Regions from separate parts of the Danio rerio genome. Here region 1 is linked to region 2. Evidence: chromatin contacts called from public Micro-C data. All regions are on one chromosome and are shown on one strand. Each heading gives the region's core, a stretch centred on a gene start, on an enhancer-like site or on the middle of the called end of the contact. The rest is flanking DNA. Distances are from core to core; before and after follow the strand shown.

Region 1 (7,072 bases), core at 572-3,071, 150 kb before region 2:
TCTTTTGTTATTAATTCCGAAGGACAAACTTGCAAATAACACAGTTTTCCTCCGCTCTACCTCCGATAGACACACCTCCAATTCACATTCTAATCAAAGTTTCTCTTTTTGCTTGCTTTTGCCATTGCTTTTTTGTTTGGTTTTGCCAAAGTAGAGTCATTAGCATATGGGGGAGAAGGCAGGGAGGGGTTTTGTGCTTGTTGACGTGCGCTCAGTTTCACATTAATGTAACTCTCATGTACAAAGAGAATATGCGTGGGATTCTGCATATGCAGCGTTTCATACATCTGAATTTTTTACTGCGTATGCACATTTACAGTTTTGTGCGTACGCAATGTTTTAGTATGATTTCAACGCAAGACTTCGTACATGAGGCCCCTGGTCACTGTGGAGGCCATTTGAGTACAGTGAACTCATTGTCATGTTAAAGAAACCAGTCTAAGGTTATTCGCACTTTATGACATGGTGCGTTATCCTGCTGGGGGTACACTGTGGTCATAAAAGGACGATGACACGATACTCAATTTGATTGGCTGCATACCTCATTCGAAACGAGTGGTTATTTGAGTTTCTGTTGCCTTTCTATCAGCTGGAACCAGTCTGACCATTCTCCTCTGACCATTGGCATCAACAAGGCATTTGCGCCCACAGAACTGCCATTCACTGGATATTTTCTTTTTTTTCAGACCATTCTCTGTAAACCCTAGAGATGGTTGCACGTAAAAAAATCCCAGTAGATCAGCAGTTTCTGAAATACTCAGACCAGCCCGTCTGGCACCAACAACCAGGCCACGTTCAAAGTCACTTAAATCACCTTTCTTCCCCATTCTGATGCTCAGTTTGAACTGCAGCAGGTCGTCTTGACCATGTTTACATGCCTGAATGCTGAGAATCCTGAGTTGCTGCCATGTGATTGGCTGATTAGAAATTTACATTAACGAGCAATTGAACATGTGTACCTAATAGAGTGGTGGGTAAATGTACATTAATCTGCACCTGAAAACTATAAAGACAATAGAATACATAAGACATGTCACTTGTATAGTTTTGAATGGGAAAAAAAGGGTAACGGTCAATATGGCCACCAAGGGGAAGCAAGCACAGCACTTAAGCAAAGGAGCCAATAACCATTTGCTATATACTAATGATCATCCAGGACAGAAGCTCAGTCCAGACGTGTATTTTTATAAGTTTCTGCAGCTTCATTGTTATGAACCCTATGGGGTTGCGGTTAATATTTGCCTCACAGACATGAGAAATACATCTACATGAAGCTTGAAATCTCTACAAACCAACTAAACTTGGAGATTAATGTTCTCTGGTTTTGTTACCTATAAGAAATGAGCGTGAGTGAAAGTCTGTCCCTTCTGACCTCATGAATTCACCATTTAAAGGCAAATCACAAGACGGAAACTGATTGAACGCCCACAAACTTTTTTTTAATTATTTAAATTGGAGTGGCTTGAACATAAAACAATTAAGTCGTCCTTACAAAAACCCTCAAGAAATGTGTTGTTTTGGCTTATTTTAAATAAGTAGTTTGAGCAAACAGCAAATGTCATTTTTTGAGTGCACCAAACATTTCGTTGAATGCAAGTTCTCTGAAATGCTACATATGCAAATGAGGTATTATATAAAAGCACTTTTTATTACAAAATTTAAACCCGCTCCAATAATCAATAATACCATAATAGTTGCTGCACCAGTAAATCACGGTAGCTCTTTTTCCCACCATAGTAAATGTCACACAACAAACAATTCAAGCATTCTGTGTCAAACTATTGGCTCAGGCACTTCAGAAGGACTAAAACAACATTTGTGAGGACTGACTGGTTAGTCCAGTTATCCAACAGCCACAGTCACCTGAGTTTTTTTTTCTTTTGTAGCACATATGTAATAAATGCATTTAAGTATAATAAATAAATACCTCTGTAGATGTGTCTAGTTTGAGCGGAGGCTGCTGAGCGACTCTTCTCAGATGAGCTCGAACTTCCTCTTCATCGCTCTCATCATAAGAGTCATCTAAGTCATAATAATAACCTGAAATAGACAGATAATTATTGTTACTGAAGCATTGAAAAACACAAAGGCCACTTAGACACACACAAAAACACACAAATACATATTAGCACAAAGCAGATACATAATAACATTTTTCTGTTTTACATTTAGGCTAAATCTGTCATCAGCTAATTCTCACTTAGAGTTAGCCTTTAAAAGTACTAATAATATGAACACCATTATATATGTAAATTTTATAAAGATATATTAAAAGTTATTTTGCCATATAATACAGTAGTGTAATTTTTGAACAGTAATCTTTTGTGCTTTTAGACTAGTTCCAGTTATGGCTTTAGTACTGACTCATATATGCACAAATGTATTATTGTAAAGCATCCTATAGAAAATATTAATTTAAAAGAGAGCTCTGTGAGAGGTGTATTTTTTCAATCAATTAATCAATCAATAAATAAATCAATCAATCAATCAATCAATCAATCAATCAACCAATCAATCAATCAATCAATCAATCAATCAATCAATCAATCAATCAATCAATCAATCAATCAATCACTTGATCAATTATTCAAATGAACCCACCAACCAACCAACCAACCAGTCAAATGAACTCATCAATCAATCAATCAATCAATCAATCAATCAATCAATCAATCAATCAATCAATCAACCAACCAACCAATCAATCAATCAATCAATTAATCAATCAATCAATCAATCCCACCAAACAACAAACCAAACTATCAATATACCAATCAATCAATCACATCAACCAACAAAATCAATCAACTAATCAATCAATCAAATGAACCCACCAATAAAATAATGAAACAAAGAAGCCCACTAATTAATCAATCAATCAATAAATCAATCAATCAATTGATAAATAAACCAATTGTTTGTGAAATTTAACCATTTATCAATTAATTGATAAATAAACCAAATCAATTAACTAATAAACGAACCAATCTTTTGTTAGTCATTTTATTTAGGAGATCCTCCACCTGATACCTTTCTCTCTGGCCTCTCTGCGCTTCTTCTCCTCCAGGTCAAGTTTGCTGACGAGTCTCCTCTGACCGACCCCCATCACCGGCTCTGATCTCTCCATCTCCAGCCTGATGTCTGCAGCTCCAGCCTGACCGAGCTTCAGAAGGCTGACCCGCGGCTGCTCACCCTCTGCTGGAGCTCTACTGGGGCCTGAGAACGGGTGGATGTGGGACAGAGGACGGTCAGAGGGCGCATGGAGGAGCGAGACGGGGGTCCAGAGGCTGCTGGCGACGGGTGGAGAGCGGAGCTGGTGGTGCTGATGGTGCCGGGGAGCAGGTCTGGGGGTGATGAGAGGTGGTGGCGCACCCAGCGCTGGAGGTAAATCTCGGACAGGCACATCATTATGGTGAGAGCTAAACCTGAAAACAGAAGACAGTATTGGAGATGGCCACAAGAGGGCAGTATGAAAACAGGATTGTTTTTTCTTTGATGGGAGTTAAAGGGATAGTCCACCCAGAAATTAAAACGTCCTCACCATTTAATCACAGTCTAGTGTTTCTAAACTTTTATGAATTTCTTTCTTTTGTTGAAAAAAAAATAAATAAAAAAAGACATTGAGGAATTTTGGAGAAAGGGAGCCATCAACACTCATAGTAGCCAAGGTTATAATAGATTTAGATTTTTCATTAGTTTTAGTTTTTATTTCGTTTGGAATTTTTGTTTTCAAATTCAATTAGTTTCTAGAGGTAGACTAACTAGTTTTTATTAGTTTTTAATATTTTGAAATTGCTTAGTTTTAGTTTAGTTTTTATTTTTTTCAGTATTAGTTTAAGTTTTTAGTTAGGTGCAAGATTCAAAATCATTAGAATAAACTCAACCAAAGAACACTACCATCTACCACTACCATCTACTCATCCTCAAATTCAAATACAACAGCCCACAAGCAGCCTTAAGTAAAAAATATGTAGGGCTGCAACAACGAATTGATTAAATTGATTAAAATCGATTACTAAAAGCATTGGCAACACATTTCACAATTGATTCGTTGTGTAGGGCGATGTGGAGACATTTATTAACTTATTAACAGCAAAGAGCAAAAAAACAAGTGGAGGTAACGTTAAAAGAAAGATACATGGCTAAGGCAGAGAAATCTGTGCGACCGTAGTCATCCAAGGTGTGGGAGCATTTCACACTAAATAAACAAAAGCAGCATGACATAAAAAATTCAAACTGAGCTTTGATGTGAAAGACGTGTCATGTTTTCACAATTATGCTGTGTTTTTGACCACTAAATGCTTATTTTATGTTTTAGACATGTATATACATACAAGTACTAGTAAAACAATACATTTAGAGTTCTTTAAAATACAGAAGAAAGTCTATGAAAGTCTAAAAATCCATTTATATATAATTTGCCGATGTGTATAATTCATATCAGATACAAGTAGTGAAAGTAACTATGAAGTTCACTTTATTTTTCTTCCAGCTTGCATGCATTTTGGGATTAACTGATGAATTTACGTGCTGAATCCTGCGTGTTCTGCTTTTATGAATGAGGCATTTGACTGGACACAAGTAAACATGGCGATGCCCATCTCACGTTATAGATCACAATCAAGATCATTTATACCTCTTTTAAACAACAACAAAAAAAAAAAACACTTACTTATATTTTGTATTAAAACGGAAAAGCATAATAAAAGGGATACATCTGTCATCCAGCGCTATTCTAACTGCGGCGTTTCACGTAACAAACATGACGCGTCGCCACGGAAAGATTGAGGGTGAACGCTCAAAAATAATGACCGCCTAACAAAACTCACTCCCAGTTAAAGAGTTAATAACAGAAGTAAAGCAGCTGTGGTATTGTTACTTTGCTACTATTGTTATTTTGCTTTGTTAGTCAACATGTTTGTGCACTTTCTAAAGATGTTAGTTCTGTTTTGAAAAAAGGGCTGGAAATGAACGTTTTCTTTGCTTTATCCGATTCATTGATTAATTGAAAAAGTAATCAACAGATTAATCGATTATTAAAGTAATCATTAGTTGCAGTTGTTTGGACTCAACATACCCAAAATATGTGGTCAGCAATCATAATTTCAGTTGGTTAAAACATCACCATTATCTGAAAAGTTTCTTACTATTACGTTTTTGTGACCCAACTGAAGGATGATTTACTATTTTCTGTTATGAAATAAACCCTACGTTTCGCCAGATCTTCTCATTCAAGGTTTACCCGGCTGCAGTTGTTCAATTTTAGTTCAGTCACAGCAGGCTGCCATTTACTGTTTGTGTTTTTTGACAGTATTATTGGTTCACCGCTTGTAAATTCTGTTATCTATGTTTACTGTTCTCATAACTGAATAACTCAGTATATATTAGTTTATTTCGAGTCAGAGGGTGGTATCAGACATGTTAAGTAGTTTGTGGATATGTGCTCAATGTCACTAGAGACGCGAATAATTTCAAATGATTCAGATCGATTTGGTGAATTAGGTCAACCGGTTCACTTAAAAGATCCGATTAAAAAGATTCATTCGCGGTCACTAATACTAAAATAAAACCTATTATTTGGCACAAAAGACTTAAGTAGCTTGATATAATATAGTCTCAGTTAGATCTAGCTAAAAAAAATTACATTTATTTTATTTTAGTTAACAAAAAATATTTTTCAATTCTAGTTTTCGTTTTTTCATTCATTTCATTACCATAATACCCTTGATAGTACCAACAAAAAAAAAATACAATGGAAGTCAATGGCTGTTTTTTCCAACATTATCCAGAATATCTTCCTTTGTGTTTAACAGAAAACAGGAAGCTCAAACAGATTTAAAACATGTGGAAGATGAGTAAATGATGACAGAATTTACATTTTTTTGGATGAACTGGACCTGTAACCTTTGTTAAAGTCGTGTTAAAGGAATAAAACTCTATTGATTAACACTAGGGTAGTTGTAAAACATAATAAAGGTAATTAAAGTTAAAAAGTGAATAAAAATGAATGTAATCACAATAACTAGTTCGTTTTTAACTGATCAACACTAATCACTAATAACAACAACACTTTTAGTCTTGCTAACATTCTGAAACATCAAAAAGAAATAAAAGACTTTGGAGTCTACTTGCATTATATTAAGGTGACAAACTCACTTTTTTGCTAAATGAGTGAGGTTCAGTTACTATAGCACATTTCCACAGTTTGCTGTAGTCTGTATTACACACACACACACACACACACACACACACACACACACACGCACACGCACACGCACACGCACACATTACGCACACACATGCACACACATGCACTCACACACACACACACACACACACACACACACACACACACACACACACACACACACGCACACACACGCACCTGTGTATCTCCCTGTGTGCTTCTGCTGTTCGGCCAGCGCTGTGGTGTTTCTCCTGCTGCTGAAACTCCTGTCCGTGCCGGTCAGTTTTCTCCACCTTCATCACTCTCTGTCTGGCCAGCCATCTGTCGTCCTCCTCTTGCCGCTGGAGCATCATGGGAGTTTCCACAGGCCTGTGACTTTTCCCAAACAGACCGCTTGTAGAAAGACTAAAGCCTGAGACGGAAGAAGGAGCTCCTGAGGAAGAGTAGGAACCAGACTGAGACAGCAGCTGTGGCACTTCTTTGTTTTTGTCTGTCAAGAGAAGAAAGATGAAAAGATGATGAACTCGTTGTTTTCAAAGCGGAACAACTGTAAATGTTTAATAAGTGTATAAATATATTATTCTTATTGTTAATATGAATATTTATTATTATTTATTCATTCATTCATTTTCCTTGAGCTTAGTCTCTTATTTATCAAGGTCGCCACTGCAGAATGAACTGTCAACTATTCCAGCATATGTTTTACATAGCAGTTGCCCTTCCAGCAGCAACCCAGTACTGGGGAACACCCATACACTCTCCCATACACCCATACACCATTCACACGCATACACTCGAGCCAATTTAGTTTATTCAATTCACCTATAGTGCATGTCTTTGGGCTGCGGGGGAAACTGAAGCACCCGAAGGAAAACCACGGGAACA
Region 2 (7,056 bases), core at 3,389-5,888:
AGATCGCGAGGGCACAGAACGCGTCCTTTGAGAAATGAGATGCTTCGTTCTTCCTGATGGTCACGTGAACTACACATGTTTTTAAATGTGGTCCAATGTGGATCAAATGTGGTCTCTTCATTGAATTAACTTTTTAATAATTACAGATAACTTTAATGTTTAAGCACAAATAACTTAAAATGGCTAATAGACTAAACTTCCAAAGTTTTCAGCTTTATATTCTTTACTTACCCCCAAGGACATGTATATCAAAGTTAATATTTAGCTGCATTATGTAGGGGTTTTGTAACATCTCATTTTACGAGGTGGGTCCCAATGCTCAATCCCCAACCTGGAGGTAGAGGTCAGCTGCGGGACCCGACCAGATTTCTGCGGCGTTGGAATATATTTCCGAATAAAGCACGGGAGCAGTCGGTAACTGATTTAATTTTGGACGAGAGCAGGTGGTCTAACAATATCGCTCCCGACTCCCGAGCGAGCAAGCACGCGTATGTATGTGTTTGAATGAGACAGCGTGATGCAGCATTAAGCTTGTTTGTTGCTGTGTGTGTGTGTGTGTGTGTGTGTGTGTGTGTGTGTGTGTGTGTGCGTGTGTGCGCACGAATGAGAGAGAGCTTTGTGCTTTCTGTGTGTTTGTGTTTGTGTTTGGTGATACCTATGTGTGTGTGTCACTTGCTTGGTGCTTATGTGTGTGTGTGTGTGTGTGTGTGTGTGTGTGTGTGTGTGTGTGTGTGTGTGTGTGTGGGTGTGTGTTTATACAGACAGCTTGTTATAGGCTGTCTGGACTCTGTATAGCTTGGTGGTTTTCGTTTTTGTTCATTTTTGGTTAATAGTCTGGCGGGAGCGGGATTCAAAAATTAGTCCCGCACAGATCTCTATACCTGGAGGTCCAGGAAATACACACATACACTACGAACAATTAAGCTAACCTAATGCACCTATAGAATCCAAAAAGAAATGCAAACTGACCCAGCCGGGACTCGTGTCCCCCCTGCATTTATATAAATAAAGAAAAGTGTATATAAACATTTACATATCTACTTACTAATTTAACTTTTCTCTTTCGTCAGATGGATTTAAGTAGTGCCTCTGTCCTGCTGCACTTCAGCAAAATTCAGCATCACAAGCAAAATGACCACCTTGTGTCATATAACATACATCGACCAATCAGCATGGTTGTCAAGGTAGAATTTCAAGCGCAACCAGTAATTTTAAACAGAGACATGGTTAATCATTTAAAGAAATTAAAACATTAAGATCTTAAAATACTAATTAAAAGTCTTTTTGCTGCCTAATGAGTAAGTTAAACATACTTGTTTAAGTTTTGATACCAAAACTTGTCATTTTAAGTAGTCAAGTTATATTAACCTAATATCTTTAGTAATGACAACAGCAGTTGTTGCCCACAGTGGAGGTGCTACAGTGGGCATATGAAGCCAGCAATTAAATCTGTTTATTCTGCTCACTGCTATAGGGATTTCCTGGGTTTCTTCTTTAGTTTATTTGGGGTTTTGCTCAAAAGCGCCCACTGGCTTTCGAAAGGAGATTTACTACAGATCGAAGAAAGGTGCAACAAGATGTGAACAATAATTGCAGCTTTTGCTAAATGACGATTTTAAATTAATTTCGATTTATTGAGCAGCCCTATTCCCTGAACTAACCATTTCAAACCCTGTGAGATAATAGCAAATGTGGCAAGATAAATGCAGGTAGAAATAAAAGTTTTGCACATTATTCAATCCTAAAAAGTGACCCTCCTTTTTACGAGATGTAAAATAAGAATATGAGCTCCCTAAGGTGCGTATCTGAAGTCTCAGCTCAAAATGCTATAATGTTTTATAACTCTTTAAAGCCTCTTTTTAGGCTTTGATCTTAATTGTGTAATTTTGGTGACTGTCACTTTCGATTCAAAGGAGATTGTGCTCTTTTCAAAGAGGGCGGAGCTACAAATGCCTATGTGTCAGCATAGTGGCAGATTCAAAAACACGACTATGTCAATGAAAGTGTTTTTGCTGACTGTTTTTTATCAAGCGTGAATTTTTTTTTTTTTTTAAATTACGAATTTTTACTATTAGAGTCTGGCTATATTCACACACTGTTGACACACAACTGTGTTTAAACCACTTTATAAAAGTGATGTTTGCATAATAGGTTCACTTTAAAATATCTTACTATGTGAGTGCACACGTGAATAAGCAAACAAGGTTTTTTTTCCCGCTGATATGCTGTTATTATTAGGACAATCATTAATCCTTCTATTAATTATCTTGCACAGACACACAGTTTGATCGGGGCTCTGCACGGGAGCCAAACTCTGAACATGAGATCGGTGCCCACCTGCTGGCACTCTGCCCTGTGCTGAGAGCGCCAATTGGCAGCACTGGCCGTGTAAAACAGACAGCAGATGGAAGCCGAGCAGAGGTCAGTCCAGCAGTGGGAAACTCAAGCAGCTGATTTCCAGACCTCCAGCACTCCAGCAAACATGCTTTAGATAAAGAACAACAAGGGAAACAACAGCTTTATTTCATAGGTTATCAATGTTTGCAATTTCCATACAAAGGATTCATATTATGGCCCGTTTCCACTAAGTGGTACAGTATGGTACAGTACGGGTCACCTTTATCAGGCTTGCGTTTCCACTACCAAGGGTACTATTTTGGTGGGTGTGGTATACGACAGAAAATTTCAGTTGACGTCATTCTCGCTGGAGGAAACATCAAAGTAGAGCTGTACTGGTCGTTCACATATAATATGACAAACACTTCTCACAAAACAAATGCTTTAAACACATAAATACTTGTGTATAAATGTTCATTACTAACCATTCTATAAAAATGATTTGATTATAACTGCAGATTAATGAGAGTGAAATAGCCTACTGTAACGTCTGCAGTTATATAAAATAAATATATAAATAAATGTAACATTTATAAACACATACAGATCCTTACAGCAGGGCTCAACGATAAGGACTGCCCGATGGCCCGGAGCCAGCATGAGAGGCGCTTGGGACAGTAGACAAGAACATTACTGGCTTGGCATGAGCCGGTATAAAATTTCGACGGTGTGATAACATCGGATAAAAATATTATGACCATTTGATGGTATTGTGGTTACGTCTCTAAAATATGTTGTTTTTTAATGTCGGAATAAAAAGAAAAAAAATTCCCTTTGAACACAATATATTTTATTTTGAGAAACACTAAAAATATTTTGGTTCAGTAAAGATGTCAGGATAAATTATTCAGATCAATCATTGACTTTTTTTCTGTTTTCATTAGTTTCTAATACACACATTTCTTTACAATTTAAAATACCATTTTTGGATATTTTTTTCTTCTGGACATACTGTTGGCCAAAAAAATACTAAATTAAAAAACTTACATATACCTTAGGAACAGTATGGCAGAAAATTTTAAGGGTTTTAAAACCTTGACTTTTCCAAACTACGGTATACCTTGAAAACAGTTATCGCCCAATGCCTATTACTTGCCTGATCGGGACAATGCTGCCTTGTCACCAAAGTTTACTTTGCCTGTGAATATTTGTCAATTGTGTGCATTTTAAGTTTGTGCTTTTAAGCCTTTGAATGCTACCTTCTCCGTGTTGTCGTAAACACCAAATTGCTTTTGGGTTTCTCTAATCTGATTTGATGTTTTGAGCATGCTATTTTGTTCCTATATTTTGGTAACAACCAGTACAGTAAAGTGATGGCAACATCAAATTATAAGGGTAAAGGAAAATGTCTGGTTCTAATATCTTGGTAGCAGACATTTATGTGGAAATAACACAACAACAAAAAAAGGAGCGTTTTGCACAATTTGCCATCAGTATGACAGGTTGGCAAATTTGAATCTGCAATAACACTTTGACTGACATTCTCCCTTTATGCAAGTCATGCGAGGGGGAAAGCCCACTCATTAGTGACGATCTCTCCCTCATTAGCATAGACAGACCTGAGTGAGAAGCAGTCATCTGCCCATTAAAGATTCCCTAGTGGAATCAAGAATAAGGGTTAAGACTACAAACTACAAAAAAAAAAAAGGCAGATGTTTTGTGCAAATAATGTGTATTATTGTAGTAAGTGTGTAATCTATTGTAATCTATTATTTTCTAAACCTCTCATCGCATGATAAAGAATTTTCATTGTTGAATCAGTCAAGAAGCATCACACACAAAACCGCGCTGTTTTTCATTTTCACAACACTAAATGTGTGCCTCTATTACTATAAAAAAGTCACTAAATGCCGTAATTTTGAATCCCCTGTTCATGGGAAGTGACTTTTCTAGATTCACCGGGTGAAAACCAGCAGCATAACTGCAACCAGAAAAAGCTCAAGGCGGGAAAAGGAAAGGAAATGATTGTGTTCAAGTAATTAGAGCACAAATGTTCTGGCTACATTGTTCCTCTGAAAAGACAACACTGTCCCGCAGGCAAACACACTCAAACACAACACACATACAAAGAGAGAGAGAGAGAGAGAGAGAGAGAGAGAGAGAGAGAGAGAGAGAGAGAGAGAGAGAGAGAGAGAGAGAGAGAGAGAGAGAGAGAGAGAGAGAGAGAGGCACGCACATCAGATGCTAATGGAGCTCAAACAAATGTCCTGTCAAACCTGTAAATCTACCTTATAATGATAACCACATTCATCAAGCATATATTTCAGTGAGATGTGGTTAGTTTTCAGTGCTGTTGGTGTGAAAACATGTAAACACGCCCAAATTTACTGTAACTTATTTCAGAATGACAGTAAGCCGCAGTCATTAAGTCTAAAAAGCAGCTATTTTTCTGAGGCAAAATGAAATGAGCAGCAGAGAATCAGCAGGATCTCCTGACATCTGCTGGGCATGATGTTAATTACATGTGAATATTAAAATTGAATATACAGCTTTTAAATGACATAGAACACCCATAGTCTATAATAGAGACAGCAGTTCATTAATTTTTAAATGGCTTTATTTGAAATTGGTCACATAAAGACGACGACGACAACAACAAACTTTGTAATATTTGAAAGAAACATTGGATCTATTTGTTTTTTTGTTTGTGTTTTTCTTATTAACATTTATTGATCTAGTCACTGATTAATGGACTGATTTTAAAATAAAGATAAACATTCGAGGTAAAGTTTAAGGTAAAATTTCTAATAACTAGTGTATTTTGTCTTTGCCATGGTGACAGTGCATAATATTTGTTCACTTATATTCAGCTTAATGTGTCATTGAAAGGCTAAACTTGGTTATTTTATTAACTAGGCAGGTTAGATTAATCGGACAATTCATTAGACAACAGTGGTTTTACTGTAGACCAGTGGTTCACCAACTGTGGTACATGTATCACTCGTGGTACGTGGAGGAATCAAATATGTCATATGTACATGCTACATATATTTTAAAATTTATCAAAAATTATTTATATATGAATATGATGACATATATAGCCTATATTTCTAAGGTCCAGGCAACATTTAAATGGCTACAATATTTTAATATTTCACATTTAAGAAGAAGTTTTTTTTTTTTTACTTTTTAAGAACAGTAATCTTTCATTTTTAACTTTTAAAAGCATATTTTAATTTAAACGTTGACTTTTTATTTTTATTTGTTTGTTTATTTGCTTGTTTTTTCATATAAGCACAGTACTGTGTTAATGTTCTAACTAACCTACTACGCTACTATATTTCTATACAGCTCATTATGATGGTACTTGGATAGACAATTCTTTTCTGAGGTGATACTTGATGAAAAAAGTTTGAGAACCACTGCTGTAGACAATTGGGAACAAAAAAATAATCTTAAGGAGGATAATAGACTGATTTCATGCAGCCGCCATTTTAAAAGCGAAATCAAGGCTGCGGTGCAAAGAAACCCGGTATCGCCTGAAGTCACAAATCTTATCAGCAAAGAGAGAGTGACACAAATTTATCTTTTCACCACCAAGGTCCATTCTGAATGGATAGGGAAAATAAAAAGGGATATCAGACCTCATTTTTAGCTAAGTTAAGGGAAATGTCACTAGTTAGCTAACATTTTCTTTCCCAAACACACGTTTTAGATGCCATTTATCAAACTCAAATTAATGAACTGAACCTTTCATTAAATAATAGACCTGTAACGATACTGAATTTCAGTACTGAATTTTAAAAAAAAGCGCCCACTGTAATTCACTGATATTTATCGAGTGCAAACCCAGACGAGCTATCCGCTGATAACTCGACCAATCTTGGCGGCTTAAAAACGCTCCAGTGTTCGTGTATTTGTTTTTGCACTAGGTGAAGGGCAGTAAACGGATGACCTTCACGGCCAATCACTGTCCTTTCTGTTGAGCACCGGTGAATAGTATGTAAGGGTGTCACAATTTCAATGTTAAATCGGAAATCGATCGAAATTCATGCTCAATTTCAATTATCGAATAAAAAAAAAAAGAATCGTTGATGCTGCCACGCCCCCATGTCACGTCAGCTTGGCTTGCCAAGAGGAAAAAAACATGCTTGTTGAAGAGCTTGTTGAACTGCAGATGCAGGAGACCCGTCGACAGAACTTAAACCCTTTCCTCTTTCAATGAATTCGCCGATGTGAAAGTATTTTGGATTACCAGTGAGTTATGTTGACAACGTTCCTGTTGTCGGAAAAAAAAAATAGTTTGCAAGCTCTGCTATGTATTAGGGTTGGGCCGATAGACAACACTGGCATTGCGATCCTCCGCCCCGCCCACGTTGCCAATCCGCTCGTGAAAAATACACACTCAGGCCATGTTTACATTTATGCAGCGTTCACATCAGAAGCGTAATGCATGTCAAGCCCATGCATGTCAAGCCCAAGAGTGATTTACATGTTAAGTCAATGCTAATGCGCGAATAGACATCCTGCGGCATGATACACGCAAATGGCGCGGCGCGAATGATGCAAATTGCGCGAATGGCGTGGTGCGAATGGCGCGATACACACGAATGGCGTGGCGTGAATTGAGCGTTTTGCACGTTTTGTGCTTTTGACGTGCGTTTCGCGCAAATCACTCGAGTTTGAAAATCTGAAATTCAGCGGACATTCGCGCAATTT

The links. A called contact is a pair of places that touch in the nucleus more often than the background predicts.
Region 1: a contact with region 2 is called in a Micro-C map of caudal fin, with 20 times the contacts expected there. The contact joins two enhancer-like sites. A contact is called at or near these places in 3 of 18 Hi-C or Micro-C datasets (caudal fin, embryo and hematopoietic stem cells) and 1 of 4 datasets of contacts at active chromatin or transcription factors (caudal fin).

What each region holds. Positions count from the first base shown.
Region 1 is chr25:23,281,335-23,288,406 of GRCz12tu, reverse strand. gse1a (Gse1 coiled-coil protein a) reads right to left here. Exons shown (of 17, transcript XR_012400400.1): 8 at 6,386-6,677; 9 at 3,031-3,425; 10 at 1,928-2,040. Among named protein-coding and RNA genes, the nearest start is that of sigirr, 28 kb to the left of the region's middle. Within about 2 kb of position 1,821, at least 1 of the 62 cell types and tissues checked has an H3K27ac peak or open chromatin away from gene starts, as enhancers often do. A contact at or near this core is called in caudal fin, where this site is marked.
Region 2 is chr25:23,129,538-23,136,593 of GRCz12tu, reverse strand. It overlaps a transcript of dynlrb2 not described here. Among named protein-coding and RNA genes, the nearest start is that of dynlrb2, 14 kb to the right of the region's middle. Within about 2 kb of position 4,638, at least 5 of the 62 cell types and tissues checked have an H3K27ac peak or open chromatin away from gene starts, as enhancers often do. A contact at or near this core is called in caudal fin, where this site is marked.